Regions from separate parts of the Mus musculus genome. Here region 2 is linked to region 1. The links are chromatin contacts, called in public Micro-C maps. All regions are on one chromosome and are shown on one strand. The core of a region is the stretch at or near the end of the contact, and the rest is flanking DNA. Distances in the headings are between cores, read along the strand shown.

Region 1 (3,145 bases), core at 344-2,843:
AAACTCACTTCAAAAGCAGCTGCACCGAGGGGGAGATTAAAGCCTTTGCCGCCTTCCAATCAAATGGGAGCCCGAGGTGATTGGAGGGTCAAGGGGATGTGACGCGTCCCGCGCCGCCGCCACCGCCAGGAATCTCAGAGCTGGTTTTAATGGGCAGCTCCCTCTTCGCCGCCCCTCGGCTTGTCCCCTCCCTCGATTTCGCTACCCGGACGAGATGGACATTTATTCTACGTTTGTCATCTACCGCCTTCCTTCTTTTTTCTCTTCGTCGTTCTTCGTTTTCCCAGCAGGAAAACAAACTGAAACCTTTGGAGGGAGGGAGTGTTAACAGACTTCGGGAGAAGAAACGCAGGCGGTAATGTGGATACCTGCTGAACAGTCAACTCCAGGGATGAGTGGGAGCCTGTATACAAAAAAAATCTTTTCAGAAATTAAGATTTTGCGTGGCGCGGCCACCCGGGTAAGGAAAGTCGATGCTGCAGAAAGTCTGCCCGCCCGCTTGGATTTCCAGAGGTTCAGCAGCAGAGAAACCAGAAGCTAGAAGGGCAACGGAGGCGGTGGCTGCTCGTCCTCGCGACGTGCGCCGGGCTCTCCGCCCTTCCCGGTCACGTGACACCGAAGGACGCTCAGATTGGGGCTTGAGCGGGGGGTCACATGTTTCCCCTGTTTCACACTTCAGCCCCCCCCCCATTCTTGCTTTCGTCTTGCTACTCTCCCCCCCCCCCGCACCCCCTGTTTCTCTGGGCATCTCCACCCCTCCATCAATTGTCAATGTGCCTCGACCGCAATCAATCAGTTATTTGTCAGCTCTTGTCAATCTGCCCGTGATTTATGTCAGCTTTTGTTGCTGATTACAAGGCGGGTGAGACTTGAAGGGAAAAAGAGAGACCTAGAGTGAGACAGAGGAAGGAAGAGACCGAGAAGAAACTGAAGGAGGGGGAAAGAGCAGCAGCCTCCTGGCACCTGTGTGTGTGTTTGTGTGTGTGGAGGGTGTGTAAGAAAAAGAAAGAGGGGAAAGGGGCGTCCACAGTCAGGAAAATGAAATAGTGAGAGTAAAGTGCGCAGGTGCACCCAGGACTCCTAGTCTGGAGCACCGGCCTGGGATGTGCTCACTCCCTCTTGGGGTTGTGGAGACAGACACACCTTCTACCTTTGGGTGCTTCGGTCAATCCGGGTCGCCCAGTTCGGGTCTGCTGAGTACCTAAGAACGACGCTGGAGGCGACGTCTAACGCGGAGGTTTCCCGCCTCTCTGGCATAATCCCTCCCGGGAATGTAACTTGAGGATGTCCAGTTGTCGACCTCGGTAGTGTTCCCACCCCAGACTCGGGAATTTCTTTCCAAAGAGCCATGCCATCAAATATAGCCCGAGTTCTGGAGGTTACTTGTAGAATAAACCTCCTTAATTCTGTGACCCGTGTTCGTAGCGAGAGTTGAATAGCTCAAGAGAAGAGGCCTGACCATGTGCATAGGCAAACAGGTCTCAGGCTCGCTCTCCTCCTCTCCCGGGTCCTTCGCCACTACCCTCCGCTGGCCATCCCGACAGTCCTGGGAGCCGGGACTTAATCGGGCTGCTGGACGGCATGATGTAGACCATCCAGACAGGACTGACCTATGCGGGGAGAGGAGAGGGAAGGAACGCGAGAGGGAGGGGCGGCTGCCTGTGGAAACCGGTTCTTCCAGGGAAGCGGAGCGGGACTTCGGCGTTCCCCTCGATTTGCGCCGTCGCTCGGGCTGTTTGGAAAGAAGAGGGGAGGCGCTGTGCATGCTGACTTGTACCTGGATCTGGGTGCACAGTGCGTATGCACTCCTGTGCCGCTGGGCGACTTCCATAACGTCCGCTCCGGGGTTACTCCCAGAAACTCGTAGAAAGTAGAAGGGGGTGAGAAGAGGACACACCCCCTTGCTCGGAGGGACTTGGGAGACTTTGAATTTCCCCTCCCCCCACTTTTCCGCAGAGCTCTTCTTTTGTTGTCAAGTCCTTTTGATAAATGGTGGGGCTGGGAGAGCTGGGAGCCAGGAGCCGATCTGCGCCCTGCGCAGGGGCGGGGGCCCAGCCTGGAGACCGGGTTCGGACCACCGCGCACCCTGAGCTGAACCGGGCACGCTCAGGGGACTTTTCCTTCTGTTTGCCAGCCTATTTCTTTCCTACCATCCCAGTCCCCCTTCCCTTCTGTTTCTGTCCACGCGGATAACGAGAACTTTCTGGGGTGGGGGTGAGTTATATAATTTTCTCGTAAGTATTCTTTCACAGAGTTTTGATTTTATTCCTTGATTCCTTAGGTTGGCAAAGTTAATGGGATGGTAACTCGATTAATGGTAATTTGGAAAGAAGAGCGGCTGGGGCTGGTGTGTGTGTGTGTGTGTGTGTGTGTGTGTGTGTGTGTGTTAAGAACATTGGCTGTTTGTGATCCTCCTGCGACAATTGAGAAAGGTAAATTTGTGAGACTATGGCAAGATCACAGGCACCTTTGTGAAGGTGCCTGAATGATCTCTGGAGTAAGAAGTCCAGCTTACGTTTTGGCAGAATGGCAACCCCAAACTCTGCCGGGTAAGGTCTCTGAAGCTGCTTGCAGCCTGCGGGGTGTTAGTGCCTGCCGGTGTCTCCCACTGTATGGCTCTAAAGGTGTCACCCTCTGGTCAGCTCCTGTGGTCCTAGCATAGGAAGCTAGGCCTTGGGCCACCTGCCATATTGGCCTCTTTCATAGGCCTGGAGAGTGAGAGTTGACGCTGTGGACAGAACTGAGGAGAGCAGGAGCAAGCGCGGGCCTAGGGTGTCCTCTTCGCTCCGGGGGTTCAGTTTCTAGGCTCAGTTTGTCTCTTTTCCTCCAATTCCAGTAGTTTTCTCATTGCGCTGGGCAGTTCAAGGGAGGCCACCCCAGCTCTTCAAGACTGGTAGAATCGTGGAATGGCTCTCGTCCCACGTAGATTACATGCGCTCACCGGTGTGCGCCGCCGGGCTCCGTGAGCTCCGACTGCCGCGTTAAAACTCAACTCCGAAGGTCGGAGCGCACGGGGGCGCCTGGGGGTCTGCGTTCCCCGGGCTTTGGGGAGGCACCAGCATCTGAGCCTGCGCACCTCTCAAGGGAGGCCAAATCTCTGAAGGCCGAGTAAGCTGTGGAAGTTGGAGGGGGTGTGGGGGGATAT
Region 2 (3,145 bases), core at 214-2,713, 2.0 Mb after region 1:
CTAGGTGGTGGGCAGGGACCCCTCTAGGGAGATGGCCACAGCCCAGGAGTAAAGCCTAGCAACCACACATCTGAGATGTGAGTCCTAACACTGTGGGCGACTCTGCCAGGAATAGCTTAAGACGACTTCTAGCCACATCAAGTGCCAAAAGGGGGCTTAGTGAAGCAGAGGTCCCTTGGACTCTTAGGAGTGCAGCCCTGGTGCTACAGATTGGAGCTGCTGGCTGTATTTGTGGGGATCCAAAGTTGATGGCCTGGGAGGGGAGTGTAGAGGTGGCAAAAGTACTTGGGGTAGGGTAATGTTCCACAAAGAAAATGTAAGGGATGGAGTGGGCGGTGACATCAGACTTGCAACCATGCCACTTTTAGAAAGTGACTCTCCATAGATTGACCCCATTCTAGGATGGGTCTTCCCAACTTTTTATTGATCCGTGGGCCCCCACTTTCTCCATGATTTCCCCCCCAGAATTCCCAGATGCAAAAGATTTTCTCCCTAGCTCAAAGGATTCCCCCTTCTTTGGGACCCCAGGAACTGATTTCCTCAACAACAACAACAACAACAACAACAACAAAAGTATGAGCTGATCTGTCCCAACTAGTCCACCGTGAGGAGTCTGGCCGCAGCCAGTGAGTGGTGTCCCGCACGCACCCAGGGTCTTTCAGCTTCCTGTGTCCCTGCAAGGTTCCTTCTCCACACTCCGCAACAACGTGCCCAAGAGACACATGTCCCCCCAACCCGGGTCCGGCCATAGTCACCAATAGCCCTACAATAAACAGAGAACTAAAGCGGGGGTCTGCGTCCTGGAGCGCACCTGCTGGGGTCAACTCCTCACCCCTGGCGCACAATCCGAGGGCACAAGGAGAGGGGAGGGAAGGGCAAGCGGCGGGGACAAGGCTGGCAGGGACAGCAGGAGGCAAGACACAGTGCGGAGCTAAGAGGTGGGCTGCGGGGGACGCCGAGAAACGGCTGGGATGGCGCAGGGGCGGGCGCCCGGGGCGCGCGTTACCTTCGTCTTGCCCCCGCAGTGGCAGCAAACGGTCCACAGGTACTTGAGCGTCCGCCAGAGCAAGATGATGAAGAGGCCCCCGAAGAAAGTCACCATGGAGGAGGCCAAGAAAGCCCACCACATGCGTTGGCCCCGGCTGTCGCACGGCACCTCCATGGTCACCGGTATGATGAGCGCATCCATCTTGGGCTCGTGGACCGAGGACGAGGAGGAAGAGGAGGAGGAAGAAGAAGAAGAGGAGGAGGAAGAGGAGGAGGAGGACGCGTCTAGGCTGAGATGGTTCGCGTGGATATTGCTGCTCATTCTAAGACCGCTGCCTCCGCCGCCGCCGCCGCCGCCGCCGCTGCTGCCGCCGCCGCCGCCGCCACCGTTTGCCATAGCTAGCAATGGGCGGCAGGCGCAGGGGCTCGAGGGAGCTCCTCCCGCCGCCAGCGCCACCCCGAACACCCATCAACAGCCATGTTGCTGCTACTGCTGCCGCTGCCGCCGCCGCCGCGGAGCGCCGGGAGGGGGGCGGGGAGGCGCCTGGGCTCGGGGCGCTGTGCGCGACCTGGCAGGGTGTGCGGAGATATATACAGCCAAGCGCCGCCGCCCGCCCTCCCCCGGGCTGCCGGCCGGCCCGGGGGGGGGAGGGGATGAGGGAGGGTGGCTCCCACTCCCCGACCCCGGCCCCGATCGCCCCCGGGGCTGCGCGGAGCACCGAGAGCCCAGGGGGCGCCGCGGGCGGTCCGCGCCCGGGGTCTGTGCCTCCCGAAGCTCCGTGAGCGCGATCCCGCGTACCCTCGGCGCCGCCCGGCCCGCCTGGCGTGCGCCACGCGTGTGCGCTGCGCCCGGGCCCGGGGTCTCCCGCCCGTCCCCGCACAGCTCTCTCGGGTGATGAGGCGACAGCTCCTTAGGATCGGAGAATCCGCGCCCTCCCGACCGGGCGTGCCCGCGCCACCCTTCCTCCCCGGGGCTGCGCTCCGCTCCTGGATCGCCGCCTCCTGTGCTCGCGGGGCCGCGGCAGGTTGGTTGCGGCGGTCTGCCCTGCCTCCGCGGCCAGCTAGCCGATGCTCTGCGGGACCCCTTCGGGCCGGGTCTCTGTGACCCTGAGCTTCCTCGGCCTCCGCTCGCTTCTTCCTCCTTGCCTCCTCGGGCTCCTCCTCGTCCCCGTTCTCGCAGCCCGAGCCTCTTCGGCGCGCGCCCCGCGCGCCCCGCAGCCGCCAGCAGTGGCAGCTGCAGCAACTGGAGCGGGCGCGGGCTCAAACAGCCCGAAGCGGGAGGGGAGGAGGCTTACCGGGCTAACTCGCCTCGGCTTGGGGCTGTGTAGGGGCAGCAGGTCATTTGGCAGTGGTGGGGCATGCGGCCCCCCATCTTCCAGGATGTAGAGTATAGCGCCACCAGCCTAGAGGTAGGACTTTGCAGGTGTTGCGCCCCTCTAGGCTCAGCAGGGTACCAGAAGGGGAAACCACCAGGTGTCTGGGGTAGGCCGGTTTTCCCAAAGGGGCCCCTAATAGGGAGAGGAGTGGCTGGTTGTCAGCTAGATTCAGTGGACTTATTGCCCCTAGATTCTAAGGCTTGGAGACTAAGGAAGACCCTAGCCAGTACAGTACACCTGCTGACAGAGAGTTCACTCTTTCGTTTCCAAGATGCCACGTTGTGAGTTGCTGATGAACAACTGGGGCATCTGGAAGTCTGTTGGTAGTCTGTGACCTCTGACAGCTGCAGGTGGGTTTGTTGGTTGTTGTTGTTTGTTTGTTTGTTGTTTCCTTATTAAGCAAAGATGACAGCAGCCTGGTGGTTGGTGTGGAACAAACTGGGTAGAAAAGGAGGTTTCTTAAAGGGCTGCTTCCTAGTTCTTTAGACTCGTGTGGGAAGGGCAAATGGATGACGGGTACTCTGCATTCAGGCTTGCCTTTCTACATTTCTGGTCTCCCGTTTCTCCCCTTTAAAGGGAAGGAGTCCAGGATTGTTCAGCAGCCCCTGTCCCCCGCCCCACCCCCAGTCCCCCTATCGTTGCACACAGAAACTTCCTCCCTCTGGACACTTCTCCAGGCTGGCAGCTGGACCACAACTTTTTCCTGTGCTAATTAAAACCAAGATGATCACTCTCCCCTCACTGCCCACAGTGATTTCCCCAAAGTTTCCAGCTCATTAGTT

What was found. A called contact is a pair of places that touch in the nucleus more often than the background predicts.
Region 2: a contact with region 1 is called in a Micro-C map of embryonic stem cells, with 4 times the contacts expected there. The contact joins the promoter of Kcnma1 here to the promoter of A330001L22Rik in region 1. A contact is called at or near these places in 2 of 39 promoter capture datasets (both in embryonic stem cells), 6 of 484 Hi-C or Micro-C datasets (all in embryonic stem cells), 4 of 115 datasets of contacts at active chromatin or transcription factors (astrocytes, embryonic stem cells and forebrain) and 1 of 9 other capture datasets (embryonic stem cells).

The regions. Positions count from the first base shown.
Region 1 is chr14:21,987,882-21,991,026 of GRCm38.p6, forward strand. A330001L22Rik (a long non-coding RNA gene) reads left to right here and starts at 1,594. Exons shown (of 2, transcript XR_001781181.2): 1 at 1,594-3,145. It overlaps Zfp503 (zinc finger protein 503), which reads right to left and starts at 1,720. Exons shown (of 3, transcript NM_145459.3): 1 at 1,144-1,720; 2 at 1-403.
Region 2 is chr14:24,002,742-24,005,886 of GRCm38.p6, forward strand. It overlaps Kcnma1 (potassium large conductance calcium-activated channel, subfamily M, alpha member 1), which reads right to left and starts at 1,464. Exons shown (of 28, transcript NM_001253364.1): 1 at 1,007-1,464. The coding sequence starts at 1,384. It overlaps 4930519K11Rik (RIKEN cDNA 4930519K11 gene), which reads left to right and starts at 2,250. Exons shown (of 3, transcript NR_131107.1): 1 at 2,250-2,396; 2 at 2,554-2,713; 3 at 2,940-3,096.